Regions from separate parts of the Sus scrofa genome. Here region 2 is linked to region 1. The links are chromatin contacts, called in public HiChIP or PLAC-seq maps. All regions are on one chromosome and are shown on one strand. Each heading gives the region's core, a stretch centred on a gene start, on an enhancer-like site or on the middle of the called end of the contact. The rest is flanking DNA. Distances are from core to core; before and after follow the strand shown. Region 1 has its middle 210 kb from the start of IRF2BP2. Region 2 holds the start of IRF2BP2 (interferon regulatory factor 2-binding protein 2).

Region 1 (4,892 bases), core at 1,152-3,651:
GGCTACAGCTCTGATTCGACCCCTAGCCTGGAAACCTCCATATGCCGCGGGAGCGGCCCAAAGAAATAGCAAAAAGACAAAAAAAAAAAAAAAAAAAAAAAAAAAAAAAATATCAGACCCCATTGCGGGAGGGGTGGAGCAGGAGGTTGGGATGAGCAGATGCAAACTATTATATAGAGAACGGATAGACCACAAAATCCTACTGCAGAGCACAGGGAACTATATTCAATATCCTGGGATGAACCATTGTGGAAAAGAATATGCAAAAAAAGTAACCCCAAGAAAATGGCATCAAACCATGCCCACTGTAAATTACACATGTCACTTCACATCCAACTGCCCCAGAAATACAATTGGAAACTTGACCCAGTCCTCCTCCTGACTTCAGGTCTTTCTCTAACCCCACTGAGGACTCCCAATGCATGAAAGATCTCAAATATAGCAAGGGACACAAAAGATGGCGCTCTTTGGCAGGTGTCTGATTGGCTCCAGAGGAAAGATGCTAAACAGCCCGGCTCAGAGTTCACGTCAATGAGGGGGAGGAGGGCAGGGCAGGGACATCCGCAGGGCCTGGGTTTCTGGCAGGCAGCTGGGCTTTGGGAACAGTGGGGCTCTCTACTCAAAGCCCTGGGAAACGTGCAGCCTATGGAAGCAGCAGGCTTTCTGCAGAGCCAAGGTGCTGGCCCACCTGTGAGCTTCTGACCTCACTGTGCCGCCACCCATGGAGGGATGCTGTGTGGAGTCTCCAGGGAGCGGCAGCCTCCTAAGCACTATAAAAATGTCAGCAGACATGAACTGATTAATATCACGCACTGGGATGGACTTTTCCAAAAAAAAAGATTATAAAGCAGTTGAGCTATTGTAGAGCTGAGGGCATTAGGAAAAGTTGACTGTCTTACCCTGGGCCCAGTCAAGTGGTGAATCAGTCAGGGACAAGGCTGAGGTTTTTGTTTCTGTAAAGCCTGTTTCCTTCGATTAAAAAAGTTATGGATGCACCAGGCACAAAAGGACCCATGTGGCATGATTCCACTTGTAGGGGTAACTCGAGGAGTCCAGCTCAGAGAGACAGAAAGCAGCATGGTGGTTGCCAGGATGAGAAGGGAGAGCTGGTGTCTCATGGGGACAGAGTTTCAGTTTGGGAAGATGACAAAGTTCTAGAAATGGATGGTGATGGTAGTTGCACAATAACGTGAATGAAAACGTCCCTGAAAAATGGCTAAAACGGTTGTTATGTTATGTCTCCTTTATCACCATAATAATAATAATAATAATAAAAGCTATGGAACTATTCGTTGTGAATCTCTGCTTAGATTATTTGAAGAGTAATTTGGTCTCATTTAGCCTTTTCTGTGCATGCACAGGAATGCAGGATCCAAGCTGCATCTGTGACCTACACAAAACGCTGGATACTTAACCCACTGAGTGAGGCGAAGATCAAACCCACAACCTCATGGATACGAGTCAACCTGCTGAGGAACAAAGGGAACTCCCTGGCCTCTTTTCAAGGCATTAGACTTTGAGATTCCCAAGGGCAGGGACCATTTATAATTTGCCTTTTTAGACCAAAAGCACTAGTACAAAGCCTTACATAGCATAATGCTGGATAAATACTATTTGAATGGAAAAAAATGAATGAACGAATAGGCCCAGAATTCCCTCATTGGCAAAGGCCATGCCACTGAACCATCTTTTTTTCTAAAAAACACATTCACAGAATAGTAACAACAAAACCACTGAGCATCATTAAGTGTTTTGCCTTCAGAGCAAATAAGGTTTTCAAACCAAAAAGCAACAATAAAAAAATTAACTGTACTTCGATAAATGTTTCTAAAAATAGTAAAAGCAAAACACGCAACAACAACAACAAAAGTTAAGTGCATATATCTATTCATATTGAAAGTTTCCTGCCTAAATTCCCCAGACACCCCCCCTCACTTTAATAGGAAGTAAGAGTGATGAATGAATGAACAAATGAATGAATTTCCTTCCTGGTCCGCAGGGCTATATTTTTCCTGTCTGGCTATCAGAACAGTCCATGCAGTGAGCCTTGCAGGTCCCTGGAGAGGTTCAGGAACCAACTAGAGTCCTTCCAGCTCAGACATCCCTTTCCTGGGTAGCGCCCTTCTCCAGGCTGAGACAGGAAATGATCTCCAGCTGCCCTCCCTGCTGACTCAGCCGCAAAGCCTTTTACAGTAATCTGACTTCACTTCTCTGGAGCTTCTTTGGGCAAAGACTTTCTCATTTTCTGTAAAGCAGATCATTAAGGGGCAGAAAATTCAATGACAAAAGGAAGGAAGCACAGAGAGAAATCCTTGCATTTTTTGAAGCTAGAGCACAAGCGTGGCCCAGGGATGTGAAATGCCTTTCTCCCTCTGTTTTCCCTTCAGTGCTGAGCAACCCTCCCAGCGTCCTCAAATTCCCAAGATCTGTTTAAACATCTCACATGTTCCTTCTAAATAAATCCAGCCATTTGTGCACGCCAGTCATTTTTAGCAAAGAGTACATTAGCTGTTTTCTTTTGCAGAACAAAATCAAAGTCTCATCTAACTAACAGCCATATATAAAAAGGAGGAGTACTTTCTGATCAGCACAACAGAACTGCCATGAATTTAGTCAGGGCTCCTGGCCTCCTCCAAAAGATGTTTCTAACATCGAAAGAGATCTCAAAATATGTAATCCATAGTGAGAAGGCTTTTTCTGAGCTCAGAAATGCAGAATGACAGGAACTATCATTTGTAGCAATATCATAAAGGAGAATCTGAAAAACCTCCGGCCACAAAATACCTAGATATGCCTACAAAAATAACAAACACAGTTTTAATAGCACAGCTGAGATCAGCAAAGGAAATCCCTGAGACCAGAGCAGGCTGAACAGCAGGGCAGGTGCTGACACTTTGGCTGTCTGGGCACTTGGAGCTCTGGCAGGGAAAAAAAGTCACCTTGAGTTTCATAACCACAGGCCACACTTCACACAGGTTTGAATTTAAATGTATTCACCTGCATGGTCTAGAAATCAATTAAGTAACATAAAAAGAGTTCTAATCTCATAATATCATAGGGGAAGTTGCTAAAGAAATTGAAAAACTTCTCTATAGAAACAGATCCTCAACCTCGGCCACACAAGATCCTGAGAGTGAGCATTTTTTAAAATTAGGAGCTCACAGTCAAAAACTATAAAATGCTTTAAAATGCTTTAGGAGACAAGAGCAAGAGTCCACACAGAACCAAAGTAACACACACAATAGGCGACATGGATATTGAACCACAGGCTCCCCAAGAACATCAGATAATGAAACTATCAAGAAAAAAAAATATGGTCAAGATAATTAAAATGCAAAAGGAGAAGTCAAAATTATGAATAATACTATCAGACTCTTTTTCAAAGACCAAATATATTTGAAAAAAAGACTAAATATAAGTCTAGAAATGAAATGTGTATCATTAAAAGAAAAAGCTCAGCCAGTGGGTTTAAAGATCAGATGAGACAGCTGAAGAGAGAATTGGAGATCCAGAAAATTATTTGGAAGGAGATTACCTAGAGTGCAGCACCCAAAGATAAAGTGGTTTTAAAAATGAAAAGAAGACATGAAAAGTTCTAGCATCTACCACACTGGACCTCCAGAGAGAAAAAAAACAGGGCAAGAGGTAATATTTTAAAAGGTAGTGGCTGGGAATTTTCTAAAATGGGATGAAAATCAGATCCAGGAAGCAAAATTAGGTCAAAACAAGATACATAAAAATAGATACATTGTAAGAAAAAACTGCCAAAGGCAAAATAAATCAGTGGGGAAAATAGTTTGACAACAGAAACAAGAGTTAACCTGACAGGAGACTTTCGGGGGGGGCTGTACCCACGGCATGGGGAAGTTCCAGGGCCAGGGATGGAACCCACACCACAGCAATGACAAAGATCCTTAACCCACTGAGCCACCAGGAAGCTCTGACAGCAGACTTTTTGATAGCAACAACAGAAACCAGAGGTCAGTGGAAGATTTCAAAGCACTGAGAGAGATAGAATAATCTTGGTTTGCAAGTTAAAAATAGCTAAGAAACAAATGAAGGCTAAGTCACAGATCATGCCTAGGCTTAGTCATAAGAATTTATTTATGTAGAAATAACAGATTTCATGGAGGCAAGCTCTTGGTCCAATGCTCTGCTGTCACTCACTTGAAAATTTTAATAACTATTGAGCAAGGATCCCTGCAGTTCTATTTTTCACTAGATTCTATGAATTATGTTGTTGGTTATGTATGCAGGCCCTGAGGACCCAGTACCACTCAGAAGCAAGCAAGCAAGCAGCATTCTATACAACATGTGATCAAGCCCATTAAGACAAAGCAAAATCTAGGTCTTGTAGCTTGAAAGACAAAAAGAAGAATTTATGCAAATATATTTGACAGGGTTTATCAACTTCAAGGCCTCGAGTCTCTTGCAGGTGGGGAGGGGAGGGAGGACCTGTACCAGGAAGAAGTGAGAGAGCCGCCAAAAAGCAAACACCTGTTAAGCCAGGGAACTTGCACAATGCACCAAGGAACTGAACAAAAGAAGAGGAGTGGGGGAGTTCCCGTCGTGGCGCAGTGGTTAACGAATCCGACTAGGAACCATGAGGTTGCGGGTTCGGTCCCTGCCCTTGCTCAGTGGGTTAACGATCCGGTGTTGCCATGAGCTGTGGTGTAGGTTGCAGACGCGGCTCGGATCCCGAGTTGCTGTGGCTCTGGCGTAGGCCAGTGGCTACAGCTCTGATTCGACCCCTAGCCTGGGAACCTCCATATGCCGCGGGAGCGGCCCAAAGAAATAGCAAAAAGACAAAAAAAAAAAAAAAAAAAAAAGAGGAGTGGATAGGGTTAGAGCTGGTGTTGGTGCTAAAGCAATTATCCTTTTCAATTGGAAAC
Region 2 (4,843 bases), core at 76-2,575, 210 kb before region 1:
CTACTTCAGCACAGGAACACGTTGCCACTAAGCACTGGTTCCGCCTCGGGCAAATCAGGAAGTTGGGTGTTTGTTGTTTCTGGGCCGGCCGGGGGAGAAATGGTGAATGGGAAGGGCACCCCCTCCTCTGCTCTCCGTCCCCTCTTCGCCCCGAGATCACCTCACTCCACAGCCGCCCCTACCTGCTTTAGACCCGTTGGCCCCGTTGGCCTCGAAACCCAACAACCTGCCTGCAGTCAGGGCCGGCTCCTTCTTAAACTTGCTCTCGAAGGGCCCCGAGTGGCCGTGCTGGTGCAGCGCCAGCAGCGTGTCTCGAACCGTCTTGGGCCTGTTGACCCAGTCCTGATCGCCGGGCCCGCGGCCCTTGCCCGCGCCCTCCGTGCCCAGCTCGGCCGCCCCGGCCGCGGTGGTCAAGCTGTCTGCCGGGCCGCGGTGCGAGGTCGGCGGCGGCTGCTTCTCCTTGGCTGCCGCCTCGCGCTGCTCGTGCTCCGCCGACGCGCTGCTCGTCACGGACGCCGGCCGCTTGTGGGCGCCCAGTTCGGCCGGCTGCGCCGAGCCCAGCCCGGCAGCCGCGGCCCCGGACACGGCGGCCAGTGAGGCGGCGGCGCGACCGCCCAGGCCAAGAGCGGCGGGCAGCGGCGTGGTCGAGCCGTTCATGAGCGGCACCAGGGTGGGAGGCACGGCGTGGCCGCGCCGCGGGTTAGGGCTCTGGCGGTTCAGCTCCGGCGGCTCCTCCAGCTTGGAGAAGCCGTTGGGCACCAGGATGCCGTTCACGGGCGGCGGCTGCGGCGTTGGCGGCTGGGCCAGACCGGCCGCCGGGCGGCTACCGCTGAAATCGGAGCCGAGGCGCGGGGGCCGCTCGGCTGCGGCGGCTGCCAGAGGGTAGCGCTCCAGGGCCTGCGGGGCGCGCGCGGTGGCCTCGGGGCCGCCGTGGCCGAGCTGCTGCTGCTGCTGCAGGAGAAGGTCCTTGGCGGAGAGCGGCGGCGGCTTAGCGGCGGCCGGAGCCGCGGCGCCGGGCGGGGAGCGGCCCTCCGGGAAGCAGCCGTGCGCCCGCTTGAGCTGCCGCGCCGTCTCGATGACGAACTCGACGCGGTCGGCGCCCTCGTAGTTGACGCAGCCGCGGCACACGGGCTCCGTGAAGTCCCAGATCATGGCCCAGGGCATGCGGGGCAGGTCACACAGGTAGCACGACTGCCGCCGGGACGCGGCCGCCACCGCCACCGCCGCGGCCATGTCCGAGGAGCCCGCGGCGCCGGAGGAGGAGGAGGGGGCGCCGCCGCTCCCCGCCGGCACCACGCGCGCCCTCCTCCCCCCCCAACCCCGCGTCTCCCCCACCAGCGGCGGCGGCGGCCGCAAAGGCGGCGGCGGCGGCAAAGCCCGCGAAGGATCGGCGCCCGCGCAGCGCCCCCGGTGCACGAGGGGCGGCGGGCGCGGGGCGAGGGGTTGCAGCCGCGGCAGCACGTCCCCCCGGCCGGCGCGGGCGCGGGTGGGCGGCGGGGCGGCGCGGCGCGGCGGGCGCGGCGGCGGCGGCGGCGGCGGGGGCTCGGCCGGGGCCGCGGCGGGCCTCCAGACCGGGGCGAAGACGGGCCGCGCGGGCGCGGGGGAGCGCAGCAGGTCGCGGCGGCGGCCGGCGCGGAGTGCGGGGCGGGGGGCGGGGAGGCCGGGGGGGCGGGGGGCGGGGGGCGGCCGCCGGGGCAGGCTCAGCCCGAGCGGCGGGGCATGCCGCGCCGGGGCGGCGGCGGCGGCGGCCGTGCGGCGTGGAGCTCGGGCGCGGCACGGGCCCGGGTCGCTCCGCTGCTCTCTCACAGCTCCTGGCGTCGCCGCTCTCCAGCGCCCGCCTCAGCGCCCAGCCCGCCTCAGCTCCGCCGCCGCCGTCGCTGCTGCTGCTGCCGCCGCGGCCGCTCCACTTCTACAGACTTGATTCTTCGACAGCCTCGCAAGGCGCCTGCGCGGGCCCCCTCCCCTCGCGCGCGCGCGCCCGCCCTCCCCCGCTCCCTCCCCCTCCCCCCGCCAGAGAACGAGCGCTGCCGGGAGAGCCGGCTCCGCGGCGCCCGCCCGCGGGTCAGCACCACCCGCCTGCGCCGCGGCTCGTGTCCCCGACGTGAAGCCGTCGCTGGTGTGGCTTGCTTTCCTCCACCCGCTCGGCTCCCTCGACTGCTCAGGCAGTTCCTTCTCGTCTAGGGCTGTTTGAGCCAAACCGTGCTAGAACTCATGTTTTGAAAAGCCAGGCCACTCTGTAACCTGGTTCTGTTAGTAGCATCTTGAGGATGGGGATTTTCAGTCAAGTGCTGTTCACAGTTTTGTAAGGAGCTTTATTTGAACTCCTCGGTGAGTGCTTTTACACCCGCATGTCTTGGGAAGGACACACGCGCCGCCGGTCCCCTAAACTTTTACAACAGGAGGGTGCGCGCCCAAGCCTAGGGCCGCGTCCACCCGCCCTTCTACGGAGCCCTTCCGGGAGCGAGCGGGTACGCTGCCCGAGGAGGTTCCGATCCCCCTCTTCCCCAGTCCGCAGCCCGCCGGGCCACGCGGGGATCCCGGTCGCCTGCTGCAGGCCCGCGCGGCGGGCGCGTGACGTGGGCGCGGGGCCGCGTGCGCCGCCACCGAGTGCGCACGCTCCGCGCGGACGTGACTCGGCGCCGCTGGCACTGGCGGCCCCATTGAACGAATGCACATTCCAGGGATCCGGGGTCAGCGGCCAACGCGGCCGCGTCACCGCGCAGGCTCCGCCCCCGCCGCGACTCTGCTCCAGACCCCGCCTCTCGGAGCCAAACTTGGACTCCAGGTGGCGCGCGGCGCGGGCACGAGCGGCAGCGGGGCTTGGCCCGCGCCCGCCGTGGGGGCGAGCGACCGGCTACCCCGCTGGCTGCTCTGGCGTCCCCGGCGCCGCGGTGGGGCAGTGGCAGCCTTGCGCCCCTGGCAAGGCCCGGGTTGGGCTTAACCCCGGTGGGTGCGAACCCGCCTGGCGCGAAGGCGAGATGTGGCCGCAGAGCCTGGCCGCGCTCTGCCACTGTAGGCCGCCACAGACTCTGCCCAGACTGAAATGAGCACTTGAGTTTCACACTTTTATCGGGAGGAGGAGCTGGCGTGTGTTATGGTAAATTACTTTTGGCTGGTCGTTAGTCTTAACTGACTAATAGACGCTGGCTTAGTCACTCGCAGTTGGGACTTTTACACTTCAAGTCTGTAAGGGCGGCCTTGGGAGCTTCCTTTGTTGGAAAACAGGCCCACATCTCTCCCTGATACTGGAATGAGCTGGTTAAGTGTGGGAAGAACAGGGTACTAATTATATTATCTTCCCTACAACTGGATTGGTAGGTGGAGAGAGAAGAAAAATCCTGCTGACGTTTCTTTTCTAGTTGTTGCTATTGAAAATGCCAGGTTGCTTCAAAGGATTAACCACAAGGAAGAGGAAAAACACCCTTAGAGAAACAGTGGAGGGAGCTGCTTAAAGCACAAGAAAAAACCTGTCTGAAAATGGCACAGAAAACGTAATGCCAGACTTAAATGTTTTTATAGGCGAACCCTGAATGTCTTCTCTTGGGGATTTCCAGAGAGGGTGCGCCTGCCATAAAGGTCTCCCCATCTGTTCCCGGATCTTGCCCTGCAATTATAGTCCTGCCTCACCCTCTCCTGCTTGGAAAAATAGGACCCTGATTTTTTTTCTCCCAAGCAGCTGGTGCCAGCGGATTGGGTCATTCCTGGTCCCTGGTGTCCCACACCTCTTTCAAGACCTGCCACTCTCCTGGGAGACCCTGTGCCACTCATTCTAGCACGTGACTTGATCCCACTAGGCCACTGCCATAGGGGATGAGGCCCAGTCTCTGTGCTGCAGAGAGATGAGCCATCTCACCCCTAAGAAATGGCCCCACTAGGAGTGACTGAAAGATTAAAAGAAAACAACTTGGGGTTAGAGTCATGGCCTAATTATACTCATGTACCTGCCAGGGCACTGTAATATCCTCATGGGCAGGCCTGTGGCTCCATCCCAAAATAGAAATACCGAGATCCAAATTCTGCCCTGAGAGGTATTCAGTGAGGATTTTTGTAGAACAGAGCTTTTCTTCTCCAGATGGAGAGTGTTTCCTTTTTATTTTACACTGCCAGTTTAATGTTGAAACTGAGTTGTTGTAACTTCCCTTAATGAAATGCCCGCTGGAAAATGGAAAGCCTATTTTAGTTCTGGTTTCTCTTGCCATAAAAGGATCCAGGATCAAGAGGGTTAAGGCTGGCCCTGGATCCAGGGCAGCAATTCCTTATATTGTATCTGAAGTCTTTCATGCTGCCTGGCCTTTCATGTAGCTCTGAAGCAGCTTTATCGATGTATGCTAAGTAAACATAGCTTTGTTTTCGTCTTCCACCCACCGCCCTCCCTCCCGGCACAGACTGGAGCTGGATCCCTTCCAAAGCGGCTGCTGCAGCAGTTAGAGCCGCCTCCTCCACACACAGGAGCAGGGTTTCTAGGGTGAGGCAATGCGTCTGCAATTCGCAGAGACAAGGCAGGAATTGTAATTGTAGTTCATCATGTGATGACTTATGAAAGAGGAAGTTGGTATGTTTTAGTCACGTAGACTCTGCCCTTCTGCTTAAAAGGCTCTCCCGGTCCTCTCAAAAGAGAATTATGATCATCTTGGCCACTTGGAGTCAAGGTTACAGGGTTGGCTGCAGTCTGCTCCTACACAACCGCATGTGGACAGGCAGGCGGATGCTGGCTAAAGTGTTGGTGGGGCAGTGGGTTGAGGCTGGCTTTTAACCAGAACGCTCAAATGCTGCAGTTTGTCTTAAGAACCAAAAGAGATATCCTATGGGGAAGCAACAATCTTTTCCAGCTCTAATTGCTGAG

Evidence for each region. HiChIP or PLAC-seq counts read pairs in DNA pulled down with a chosen protein or histone mark.
Region 2: an H3K27ac HiChIP or PLAC-seq map of skeletal muscle shows a contact between it and region 1. The contact joins the promoter of IRF2BP2 here to the enhancer-like site in region 1. A contact is called at or near these places in 6 of 47 Hi-C or Micro-C datasets (alveolar macrophages, embryonic fibroblasts, heart right ventricle and 3 more) and 2 of 2 datasets of contacts at active chromatin or transcription factors (alveolar macrophages and skeletal muscle).

The regions. Positions count from the first base shown.
Region 1 is chr14:56,338,285-56,343,176 of Sscrofa11.1, reverse strand. No RefSeq gene overlaps it. Among named protein-coding and RNA genes, the nearest start is that of IRF2BP2, 210 kb to the left of the region's middle. Within about 2 kb of position 2,401, at least 28 of the 83 cell types and tissues checked have an H3K27ac peak or open chromatin away from gene starts, as enhancers often do. A contact at or near this core is called in alveolar macrophages, liver, retroperitoneal adipose tissue and 1 more, where this site is marked.
Region 2 is chr14:56,542,274-56,547,116 of Sscrofa11.1, reverse strand. IRF2BP2 (interferon regulatory factor 2-binding protein 2) reads right to left here and starts at 1,325. Exons shown (of 2, transcript XM_021074288.1): 1 at 231-1,325. The coding sequence starts at 1,233. It overlaps LOC110256820, which reads left to right and starts at 1,232. Exons shown (of 2, transcript XM_021073692.1): 1 at 1,232-1,637; 2 at 1,699-2,105. The coding sequence starts at 1,232. The coding sequence ends at 2,105.